Linked DNA regions of Hordeum vulgare: regions 1 and 2 are each linked to region 3. The links are chromatin contacts, called in public Hi-C maps. All regions are on one chromosome and are shown on one strand. Each heading gives the region's core, a stretch centred on a gene start, on an enhancer-like site or on the middle of the called end of the contact. The rest is flanking DNA. Distances are from core to core; before and after follow the strand shown.

Region 1 (4,156 bases), core at 1,464-3,963, 140 kb after region 3:
CTCGCAAGGGATGTTTTGGGAGTGACCGCGATATTCGAGCTGTTCTTCGGAGCTTCGATCCTCCTTGAGTTCGTCCATTTGGACAGAGTCGATGGTGCTTCAGGGTAGCTTCATCTCGTCTTGTCGGAGGGAAAGTTAGGGTTTCTCGTGGTGTGTGTACGAAAACAGGGTTTGATGACTGCTACTCTGGGACGATGGACCTTAGGGCATATGCATATTTTTTTCTAATTGACAAGGTCAAACCCGCTTCGGCAGGGGAGCGGCGACAACAATGCGTCTGCGACTCGTCATTAGCCGTCCCTAAGCGTTTTGGGATTATTTGATTTTCGTAAGATGACTCCCCACACGGAAAGTTAATGCATCGTGCCTAAGTGTTTTGGGATTATTTGATTTTCGTAAGATGACTACCCACACGGAAAGTTAATGCATCGTGCCTAAGTGTTTTGGGATTATTTGATTTTCGTAAGATGACTTATTCACCGAGACTGAGGGAGTACAAGTCCTTGCCTATTTTTATTCTAACGGCTACGCTAAAACCTCGGGTCTCTTGTTCTGAACTTTGTTCTTAATTACTCCCTCCCTATAAAAATATCAAAGTGTTAACAGAGAGTGGTGCTTTAGCTCATAGATGTAGGTACACCTATTATGAAATATATAAAAACATTTTAGGATATTAAAAAATAAAACAGTGATTTCGCGTGTACATCTGAACATTCTATGTTTGAAGAATTTTTTTGCAAAGAAAGAACATTTTTATGGTATGTATAAAAAAGATAAACAAATGTTTCGTTTTTCCGATGAAAATAAATAAATGTCTTGCGAATAGTTATAATTAAGCATCAAAAAATATCTTTTTTACATAAGCCACAAAAAATGTATTTTTTTACCGAATTTTTGTGCACGAACAAATAATGCCCCAATGTACACACGTTTTTTGTTTGTTTTTGTTTTTACTTTTTAAAATGTGTATTTAGAGCATCTAAACCTATGGGCCAAAGTGAATTTCTCTTTAGATCACTATTTCAGTGATGTAAATGCTAGTTTTCTGCTGTGCCATTTCGAAATAGCTACCCATCAAGTAGCTGCAAGTTTACTCATAGGCTGTGCCAGCGCAGAACCCATCGACATGGCTTTGCCTGATGCAATAAATCTCACCTTTAAAAACGTACACGCGCCCATACAGTCCGAGTTCAGTGAACGCGATCGCGGAGTTCATGTGAAGATGCGATGCGTTTTCAGGAATCCGATGCGTGCATGCATGCATGCATTCCCCCACTGCACAGCCGTGTTTAATTATTACCACTACTGCAGTGCACAGTGGCACAGCTTTCTGCTCCCAGATTGGAGCTAAAAGTACGTACGTACGTACGTACACGGTACACAGCCAAGGCGTAAGCTCAGTGGGCTGCACGAAGCTTGATGTTTGTTTTCGAATCCAACGTAAAAGGGACCATCACTTGCCGCTGCCGTCCCCGTAGCTGTTGCTTGTTTTAGAAAAGGATTCAGGTTTGGGAGACGGAGACAGACTGAAGCGCCGGCATTTATTTATTTTCATCGGAAAAACGAGACATTTTTCAACTTATAAGTTGGTGAATTATTTGGAACCAAATAGGACATAACTGTCCGTTTGGTCAGGGTTGCAAGCGCGAACCTTGCTTCTGCGGAGACGCGAACCATTCAGTTTGCACTTCCATCTGCATTACGGAGTAGCATTCTACGGCTACAAAGTACGCGGGAAGCCACTCCCCGTCGGTGATGATGATTAAACTCAGGACCTTCCTGTACATGCACCGGTTAATCCCAATTGAATCATCATTACTACAAGCAACCAAAGCACAATTATCACGACGACTCTCTGGTCTCTGCCATGCCTCGTCTCCGTCTCGGTTCATCGTTCGCTCTCCCTGCGCGTGGCCTTGACCACCGTCTTCCGTTCCGCGGTGTGTACAGACACTAATGTAACATCGCACCGAAGCCCGATGCCTTTACGACGGATGAAGCTTCACAGAGAAAAGAAAGAAAGAAAGAAAGAGAGCAACTAAACCATGAATTGAATTTCAGCGAGTGTACAAGTTCCTCTCCGATTTGATCTTGATCTGTTGATGATGCCTCGGCAACGACAAATGTAAATGGCACGACGAAGCCTTTTCTGGAGACTGGCGCGGCATTGTCAGGTGTACCTTACCACCAAGTCATATCAGTGGTAGTAGTTGCGAGACATCCTGGACCTTGGAGGAAGCCCTAACCGTTCAGGTTCAGGGAGGCTCGCTCGGCTCCGCTCTCGCGCATAATTGGCGTTCGTTTCAGCTGTAATCTAACACGCCAATAATCTGTTTTCGAGCCAAGGCTGCACGCAAATCCGCATGTTATCGTCCATGTGTTGATCCAATTATTTCGCCCCCGCAAAAAGGACCATTATTCCCGTCCGGTGTAATCTAATCTAGTATTGGAAAGCTCCAGCCCTCCAGGGACGAGGGAGGGTGAGCCCATGACAGATTTCGTGTAGGAGTAGTACGTAATACTTATTTCTTTTATTATTGGATTCTTGGAAGGGTATGAGTGAGTGAGTGAGAATGGTGGGCCCGGGTGCCAGCCACAGCGAGATGGTTCTGGTTCTGGTTCTACACCCTGCAACATAATGTTGGCACTTCACAGTTCACACCCCCACCAAATCTAAATTCCCCGCACCCACCTATATATAAGCCTCTCTACTCCACACCAAGTAGGAGTACATCCCCTTCTCTCCTCTCCTCTCCTCTCCGCAATACGCAAGCCTCCCTCCCTCTCGGCTCGGCTCGGCTCGTCTCGTCTCGTGTCAGTCGTGTGCGTTTGCAAGAAATCCATAGGAACCAGCGAGGAACCATGGGGCAGAGGTTGAGGTTCTTCTGCTGCGGCTGCGGGGCCAATGCGGCCGACGGCGGCGACATGGAGGTGGACGACGAGCCGGAGCGCGGCGGGGGCAAAGGGGGCGAGGAGGCCGGGACGCGGCAGCTGTCGTGGGCGCAGGTGGAGCGGATGACGGGCGGGTTCACCTCCGCCGTGGTGGGCGAGGGCGGGTTCAGCACCGTCTACCTCGCGCGCCTCTCCGGCGCCCTCGCCGCCGTCAAGGTCCACCGCAGCAGCGAGCGCATCCACCGCGTCTTCCGCCAGGAGCTCGAGACGCTCCTCCGCGTCCGCCACCCGCACATCGTCCGCCTCCTCGGCTTCTGCGAGCAGCAAGGTGCGTGCTTTATTCCCGCGTCGTCGTCGTGCTGAAAGCTGGAAGCTGAACGCTGGAAGCTGAATTGTGTTTGTGGGTTTGGTGGATGCAGACGAGGGCGTGCTGGTGCTGGAGTTCGCGGCGAACGGGAACCTGTACGAGAAGCTGCACGGCGGGGGCAAGGCGGCGGGGGCGATGCCGTGGGCGCGGCGGGTGTCGGTGGCGGTGCAGGTGGCGCAGGCGCTCGAGTACCTGCACGAGCGGTGCGAGCCGCAGGTGGTGCACGGCGACGTGAAGGCGTCGAACGTGCTCCTGGACGCGTCCATGTCCGCCAAGCTCTGCGACTTCGGGTCGGCGCGGATGGGGTTCTCCGCCGCCGTCCGCCCGCGGTCGTCGGCGCACACCATGCTCGGCTCCCCGGGATACGTCGACCCGCACTACATCCGCTCCGGCGTGGTCACCAAGAAGACGGACGTCTACAGCTTCGGCGTCCTCCTCCTGGAGCTCCTCACCGGCATGGAGGCCTTCTGCCCCGTGGAAGGCCGGCTGCTGACCGCCGTCCTCGCGCCGCGGCTCAAGGCCGCCGGCGACGCGCGGATGCTGGTGGACGAGAGGCTGGGGAGCGCGTACGACGCGGGCGAGGCGTCCGCCGTGGCCGCGCTGGCGGCGTCGTGCGTGGGGCAGAACCCGAGCCTCCGCCCGTCCATGGGCGACGTGGTGCGCACCCTGGAGCAGAGCGCGCAGGGCTCCATCCTGGCCGTGGGGAGAGGATCGGACGGCCAGGGGAAGCTGTGATCCACGAGGGCCGTAGGCGCTAGATCCGGATTGGCCAGCTGTAGCCTGTGGTGTGAGCTGCACAGCACACATGGAGCCTCGGTACAGGCCGAGGGCGTACAAACCGCTAGTGGGCGAGCACATCGAAAACCCATCGAAAAAAAGAAGAAGAAGTTGGTTTGG
Region 2 (4,124 bases), core at 52-2,551, 230 kb after region 3:
GCTCGGGCGGAGCCCTGCTGAGATAAGATCACCACCAACCTCCGGAGCGCCGTCACGCTGTCGGAGAACTCTTCTACCTCTCCGTCTCTCTTGCTGGATCAAGAAGGCCGAGATCATCGTCGAGCTGTACGTGTGCTGAACGCGGAGGTGCCGTCCGTTCGGCACTAGATCGTGGGACTGATCGCGGGACGGTTCGCGGGGCGGATCGAGGGACGTGAGGACTTTCCACTACATCAACCACGTTCACTAACGCTTCTGCTGTACGGTCTACAAGGATACGTAGATCACTCATCCCCTCTCGTAGATGGACATCACCATGATAGGTCTTTGTGCGCATAGGAAAATTTTTGTTTCCCATGCGATGTTCCCCAACACCTGTTTGGTTTCAATAAGTCACGTGACTTAAAACCATTGACTTATAAGTCACGCCTGTTTGGTTGTCATCTGACTTATAAGTCACCTTTTCATGCAAAAATGGGTGATTTATAAGTTTTAAGTTGGGGTGGAGCAACTTATGACTTATAAGTTAGGGTGACTTATAAGTTGGTTCTGTTTGATAAAATAAATCACTTTTTGCACTTTTCAATTTATAAGTTAGTGACTTATTTGAAAGAAAAAAAAGGCCTTATCCTCTGTTCCTGGCTGACATCGTGCTGGAGCTCCGGCGGCTCACTGGACTTCGGGCCTGCCGGGGCAGTGCAGAATTATTCCCGGTGGGCCATCCCGTGACGCAAGGATTGGACCGCCAGCCTCTGATCCGATCGTGCCGCTGCTGCTCCCGACCCCCAATCCCGAATCCCGATCACATCCGCAAACACATTTGAATCTTGGCGCCCACCCACGGGAGACGAGGCGGCGGCATGCATGCATGTGCGCGTGCCACCGCTGATGCCGTCACGCGTCACGTGCCGCGCCCGGCGCTGCTCCAAACCCAGCGCTGGATCCTGGCAAAAGGAGGCCAACGCTCACGCTGTCACGCACTCAGGAACAGACAGACTGACAGATCGAGAAAAAACGCGCAGCGTTGGCGCATCTAACGACCCCCAATAATGCACGACGGTTTCCGAGCCGTCTAGTACAGAGACCACGGAGACGGAGAGAAGATACACACATGAATACGAGAATACAAGGGCCCATGCGTGATAACTCCGGAGCCAACCGCCCACACATCCAACGATCGATCTCGACGGAGCTGCATGCCAGGGACGGAACCAATCATCCGTCGTCGTCGACAACGGGCAAGGGGCCCGCGCGCGAATGATGCCGGAGGCGCCATGTGGCCGGGCCGCCGCTTTACACCCACGCCATGCTGTGTGGGTGCACGCCACGCTCTCCGGGGGGCGAGGGAGAGGCGACGGGCCGAACAACTCGACACGGCACATGCGATTGCATCCGTTGGTTTGTGTAGTTGCGATGCGCGCGCGCAAAAGGGGCGTGGCTTTGGTTCTGCTTTGCTTTGCCTCGTTGCTTGGCTTGGGCTTCACCTTTGCCTTTGGCATCTGCTGCTCCCATCCGACTCTGTGTATTATACCTTTTTTTGGCTATTTTAGTGTCTCCTCCTCCTTTTGCTTGCTGCCTACTGGTATTACGGCGCGAGCAGGATCAGAAGACAAGTATGACATGTGTCGCCATGCCATTTGGATGGGGCGAGAAGGGACCCGGCCATGCCATGATGCCTATCCGAATCCGATCCATGGGCACTGCAGAGATGAGCTCATGCCTGCTGCGCAGATCGGCAGTCGGCACACCAAGTTGTTGATGATGATGCAGTTGTGCTGCCTGCCTTTACAAACAAGGAGCGCAGCTTTCCGGATGGCGTAAACAATATTTTACCCCTGACGCTACTCCACCCCCTGACACCGCCAGCCTTCGACGCATACGTCGGCTGGGGAGCGGGTGACGCAGGGCCAGGGACATGTGTCGTCACGCCGGCTAGCCATGGATAGGTTTCTTTATCGCTGGCCAGCTGCAATCATTGGCCACACCCGCACAGGGGACCATGCCTTCTTGCTTCTTGCATCTTGCGCGCCCTCTCTCACACACACACACACACTCGGACTCGTGGTGGTCGTTGGTCAACCTAGATCGCACTACAGATGGTGCGGCACAAGGGTAGGGCAGGGACGGTGTACTGCACACTGTGCAGGGACGCGCCTCGCCCGAGGCAGGGCAGGTGCGCCGTGCGCGTGAGGTGCATGGGGTCCCGAAACGTAACGAGTCGAGGTTTGTGACTGCGTCGGAAATACTCACTTTAAGGCACGGTGGTATTCTCGCTATCACTCTATAAGTCTTGGTGCTCAGATTATTTTTAAATTCATTTTGAATTTATGATAATGTACGTTCAGTGAGATGAAACGTTTTCGTGAACAATAACTATATAAATCTTAAGATGATATGTCGACTAACCTTTTTGAAGGTGCTTATAGCAAAAAGGGTGTGTATGTGTATTCGTACATTTGAGTGTATAGACGTTTATACCTGGGCTTGCATCTGAAGTGTGAAAAAATTATAGAGGATTTGAAACGAAATTACTCTTGTCTAGTTTGTTAATTAACAACAAGTAAATAATTTCGACTAGGCAAATAAGGGATACATGCAATTGGGGAAGAAATTCTTTCCTTTGCTTCCACAATTAAAAATACATGCAACCAGGGATACATATATTTTAAAAATGTTGGTCAATCATTTGAAGAATGTTATACATACATAGAAAAATGTTGATTATGTATTAAATAGATGATGATTTTTGGATCATGTATTTAGAAAAATGATGATCAAGCATTTGAACAATGTTAAATATTTATAGAAAAATATTGACCATCTATTAAAAAATGATGATTATTTTATAGTGTACTCCATCCATACCTAAATATAAGTCTTTTTAGAGTTTTTAATTGAAAAAACTACATACACATGTATACATTAGAATATAAATTCACTTATTTTGCTCCGTATGTAGCCCCTCGTGAAATCTCTAAAAAGACTTATATTTAGGACCGGAGGGAGTATATGAAATCTTAATCAACCATATGAAATCTTAAACAACTTTTTAAAACATCTTAATCAACGATACGAAAAAATATTGAACCAGTATTTGCAAAATGTTAATTCTGCATTTGGAAAAATATTGAACAAACATTTGAAAATCTTATTCAAGCATCTGAATTTTTGGAATTTGTATACAAAAAATGTTGAACTTGTGTTAAAAATATGAATATTGCATACAGACAATTTTCATCAACGACTTGAAAAACTGTTAACTGTGCATGGAAAAATATTGCCTATATATTCGAAAATTTTGATATTGTCTTTACAACTTGTTAATCAAGCATTTAAAAAATATACATAAAAAGTGTTAAACATGTACTTAAAATGATAAAATTGTATTGGAAATGTTTAAAACGAATTAGGAAAACATTTTCAACGCATACACAACATTTATAAATGAAAATCAAAAGAAACAAAAGGAACCCAAAATACAAAATAAACAATTGAATAAAGGAAATGAGATATAAACCGAAGAAAGAAATGAAAAAAGTGAAATTAATACAATAAAACCGGAGAAGAGAAAGAAAAGACACAAAATTTTAAAATAGGATTGAAACCCAAGAAAGAAATAAAAGCCCAAAGAATAAAACAAGAAAATGAATAAAAACCAATCAAAACAATGGTAGAAAAAAGGAGAAAAATAAGTAAAGAAAAAAAACAAAAGTTAAAGGCGAAACAGAAAAAACAAAGAAAACCGAATAAAAATGGATAGAAAAAAAAGTAAACACAGGAAAAAGAAATGAACTAGTGTGAAAACTGGTTCTTTTTTCCTTCTCGTAAGTTACGCCCTACACCTTGTACACCAAATAGATGCTGGCGCAGTAGCTAACATTGTTGCGAAGTGACTAGGAGATCATAGGACCGATTCCTCGCGAGCGCATAATTTTAACTTCAATCAATTTTTTTGAATATGTTCGCTAAAGGGCAGGCCTGATATTGTAGCCCCTCTCTATGAGAGATCCTTCCATCTAACTTACTACGAGACATAGTTTTGGAGTATCCTATTTGACGCCGGGCTGGCCCGTTAGCGTGTTTCACTGATCTTGGTTTTAGGAACTTTTTATAGATTCCAGTTC
Region 3 (3,842 bases), core at 573-3,072:
AAACAGAAGACTTCGAAATGTATATTCAAATGTTTTAATCATATTCTTGCAAAAAATTATATCTGTAGAAAATGATTCTTGTGTACAAGAAAATGTAAAATTTGCATTAAACATAGGCATTGAAACATATATCTAAAAAAGTGTCATGTATTCCAAAATTTTTAAATGTGTATAAAAAAAGATGTTTCTTATATATAATAAAAAAGTACAATATGTATGAAAAGGGCAGACATAAATATTTATATAAAAAAAATCTCGTATTTAAAAATGTTAAACGAATATAAAAAATTGTTCCTAACATATTTATCTAAATATGTATTGAAAAGTAGCACAAAATTATATTAAAACAATGTTCACCATGTATTTGATAAAAATGTATAAAAATATTCTTGTCATATATAAAAAATGTGCAATGTGTATGAAAAGCGCAAAACCCAAAGAAAACTAGAAGGAAACAAAGAAAACACAAAAAACACGAAAAAACATAAAAATTACATAAACAAAGAAACCAATGGAAACTTGTGGAACATAGTGTATAATGAAAATTAAATCAAAGAAAACCTTAAATAAAACCATTAGAAACATGAAAATATACAAAAGCAAGGGTAAGCCAAAGAAAACTGATGAGAACCATAAATAAATACATAAAAATAAGAGAAGAAAAACTATAGATATGAGGAAATCCGTAAGGAGAACACACATAAAAAATTAAATATTATAAACAATGAAAACCAAAGACAGTGAAGAATAATAATGAAAACCCAATGAAAATTGTAAAGAAATCACAAAATAGAAAGGGAGAAAATAAGCGTTAAAAAACAAAAAGCCATAAAGAAAAGCAATAAAAAGTAAGAAAGAAAAGAAAATAGAAGAAAACTGTAAAGAAAACACATAGAAAAGAAAGAAAGGCGAAAACAAGTGTAAACTGTAGAGAAAAACAAGAAAAGAAATAAATAAAAAACCATAAAAACCAGACCAACCAATTAACAGACAACAAAGAACAAGAAAAAACATCAAGAAGCGATAGAACGAATGATCGAGCGTCACCTAGTTCACAAGCCATACAGATAGAAGAAACTCACCAGGCCGAAAAAACTAAAAATGGAAGAACGAAAAAAGTTAAGGCGGAAGTAGCTGGCTATAATTGTCGCGGCGCGTCTAGGTCAGTGCTTCACGTGCTGCAGAGCAAACTGGCGCTCACACGATCGCTAGCGTGGCCCAGCGCATGAATGCAACATGCTCGCTCGCTCGGTCGGTTGTCGCACATGCTTTGTTTGCTCAACCAACATTTGACTGTTCGGCCATTTACTTTCAAAAACAACCTACGTTTTGAATTTAGTTCACAATTTTTATTTATTTTAAATTTGAAAAAATGTCCATGAAATTTGCAAAATAATCATGAATTTGGGAAAACAAATACACCAATTTTTGTTCTCCTTTTCACAATTTTGTTCTCAGGATTCAAAAAATGTTCATGGTTTTTAAAATTTTTGTTTTCAAGATTTAAAAAATCTTTGTGCTTTAAAAAATTGTTAACACTTCCAATTTTTTTCATGATGTTTCGAAATTGTTATGAAAATTCGAAAAATGTTTTTATTCAGATAAAAGTAAAAGGAAAAAGGAAAGAAAAAACGAACCAAAAAAGTGAAATAAACAGAGAAGAAAAAAGTAACAGAAATAAAAAAACTAAATTGGGCCGGCCCAGTCCAGGCACCCCCCTGTGCGGCGCAGGGCTGCCGGCCGCTGTGAGTGGCAGGTAGGAGCTCCCCGTTCGTGCTCCTGGCGCCTGCAGCGCCCCGTACCGGGCCGGGCCACGAAACATGACTAGCGAACGCAAAATAACAATAATAAAAAGCCGAAATTATTGATCTCCACAGGAGCGCCCCTACTGGGCCGTCCTAGTTTTTTTTTCTGTTAGTTTTTTCCTCCTCTGTTTATTTTCTTTTTTTGGTTCGTTTTTTCTTTCCTTTTTCCTTTTCCTTTTTAATTTGAAAAAAAATATTTTTCTGAATTGGAATAATTTTTTTGAAAAATCATGAACAAATTTGGAAACGCGAACACTTTTTTAAAGCAAGAACATTTTTTGAATCTTGAGAATTTTTTTTTGAAAAGTAGAACAATTTTGAAAAACCCTGAACAAATTTGAAAACAAATTTTTCAATCACAAACATTTTTTTAAATTTTGAGAACAATTTTCATAAACGTGAACAAATGTGGAAGCTTGAACAATTTATTAAAGAACGGACATTTTTTGAATCTTGAAAACAAAATTTGTAGAAGGAGAACAATTTTGAAAACCCCAAACAAATTTGAAAGCGCGGAATTTTTTAAAGCATGAACAATTTTTGGAATTTTGAGAACAAATTTTGAAACTGTGTACAGTCTTAAAAAAAGTGAACAAATTTCGAAGAGCAAACAAGTTTTGAAAGCACGTACATTTTTTAAATCTTGAGAACAAAAATTTGAGAAGGAGAACAATTTTGAAAAAAATAATATTTGAAAGCGCGAACAAATTTTTAAAGCATGATTTTTTTTTCTTTTGAGAACAAATTTTTGAAGCAACAAAAAAAATGTGAACAAATTTCGAAGCACGAACAATTTTTTAGATACATGAACATTTCTTGAATCTTGAGAACAAAATTTTGAAAAGGAGAAATGTTTTGAAAACCCCCAGATATATTTGAAAGAGCGAACAATTTTTGAAAGAACGAACATTTTTCCCAATTTTGAGAGCAAAATTTTAAACCGAGAACAATTAAAAAAACGTGAAAGAATTTGTAAGGCGAACAATTTTTAAAATACAGAAAAGTTTTGGAAAATATAAATTAGTTCATAGTCTATATACAAATTTGAAAACAGTAGAATTTTACAAATATAGACTATTTTTGTAAATTTGTGAACAATTTTTGGAACGGGAATATTTTTTGAACTTATTTACACTTTTTAAAACAAGAAGATTTTTTGAACTTACGTACAATTTTTGAAATGCCAAATATTTTTTAGAAAATGAAGGATATTTTTTAAAATTCCCGAACATTTTAAATTCATGAATAATTTTAGAATTGGCGAACAAAATGCGATTTTTTTTAATCAGTGCACAAATATTCAAAAAAAGAAAAAAACCTTTTTCGTAAAACAGGAACATTTTATATAAAAATGTGGAAAGAAGAACATTTTTTAATTTTGTTTGAACATTTTACGAAACAGGGAACATTTTCTGAAAATTCATGCAGTTTTTTAAATAATAGAACAGTTTTTGAAGCACGAACATTTTTTAAAAGATGAACACATTTTGGAAGCAAGAACATTTGTTGAAGCACGGACATTTAAAAATAAACTGTGAATACGAGAACATTATTATAAATTCAATACAAAAATTATAAAATGTCAAACAGAAAAATAGAAAACGGAAAAAGGAACTAAAGTGAAAGATAAAAAATGAAAAAGGAGACAATATTTTTTGAGGAAAAGTACATTTTTTACAGTACCGATTTTTCTTTAAATGTCGGACATTTTTATAAAATCAAGAACATTTTCTGAATTTTAAGAATTTTTTTAAAACATGAACTTAGGTTAAAAAATAACCATAGAAAAAAGAAAAAAAATAGAAGCAGGAAAACGAAAAAAGAGAAAAAGGAAAAACGAAACAGAAAAAAGGAAACAAATGAAGCAGAAAGCGGAGGGAAATGGACCGGCCCGGTTTGCTACGCCTCTGTGCTTTTATCCCACTATTTGACGCAAGGAGCGTCAAATAGGATTTTTCCCTCTACAAGTTTCGAACTCCCCACATCGAGTTCACGCACAAGTACCACTAGCCACAGGCGTTACTTGCGAGATCTGAA

What was found. A called contact is a pair of places that touch in the nucleus more often than the background predicts.
Region 1: a contact with region 3 is called in a Hi-C map of leaf, with 4 times the contacts expected there. The contact joins the promoter of LOC123434103 here to the enhancer-like site in region 3. A contact is called at or near these places in 5 of 6 Hi-C or Micro-C datasets (leaf and seedling).
Region 2: a contact with region 3 is called in a Hi-C map of seedling, with 9 times the contacts expected there. The contact joins two enhancer-like sites. A contact is called at or near these places in 5 of 6 Hi-C or Micro-C datasets (leaf and seedling).

The regions. Positions count from the first base shown.
Region 1 is chr1H:328,793,267-328,797,422 of MorexV3_pseudomolecules_assembly, forward strand. LOC123434103 (salt tolerance receptor-like cytoplasmic kinase 1) reads left to right here and starts at 2,714. Exons shown (of 2, transcript XM_045115492.1): 1 at 2,714-3,220; 2 at 3,312-4,156. The coding sequence starts at 2,863. The coding sequence ends at 3,994.
Region 2 is chr1H:328,882,045-328,886,168 of MorexV3_pseudomolecules_assembly, forward strand. No RefSeq gene overlaps it. Among protein-coding and RNA genes, the nearest start is that of LOC123422833, 61 kb to the right of the region's middle. Within about 2 kb of position 1,302, at least 3 of the 3 cell types and tissues checked have open chromatin away from gene starts, as enhancers often do. A contact at or near this core is called in leaf and seedling, where this site is marked.
Region 3 is chr1H:328,652,184-328,656,025 of MorexV3_pseudomolecules_assembly, forward strand. No RefSeq gene overlaps it. Among protein-coding and RNA genes, the nearest start is that of LOC123434077, 8.0 kb to the left of the region's middle. Within about 2 kb of position 1,823, at least 3 of the 3 cell types and tissues checked have open chromatin away from gene starts, as enhancers often do. A contact at or near this core is called in leaf and seedling, where this site is marked.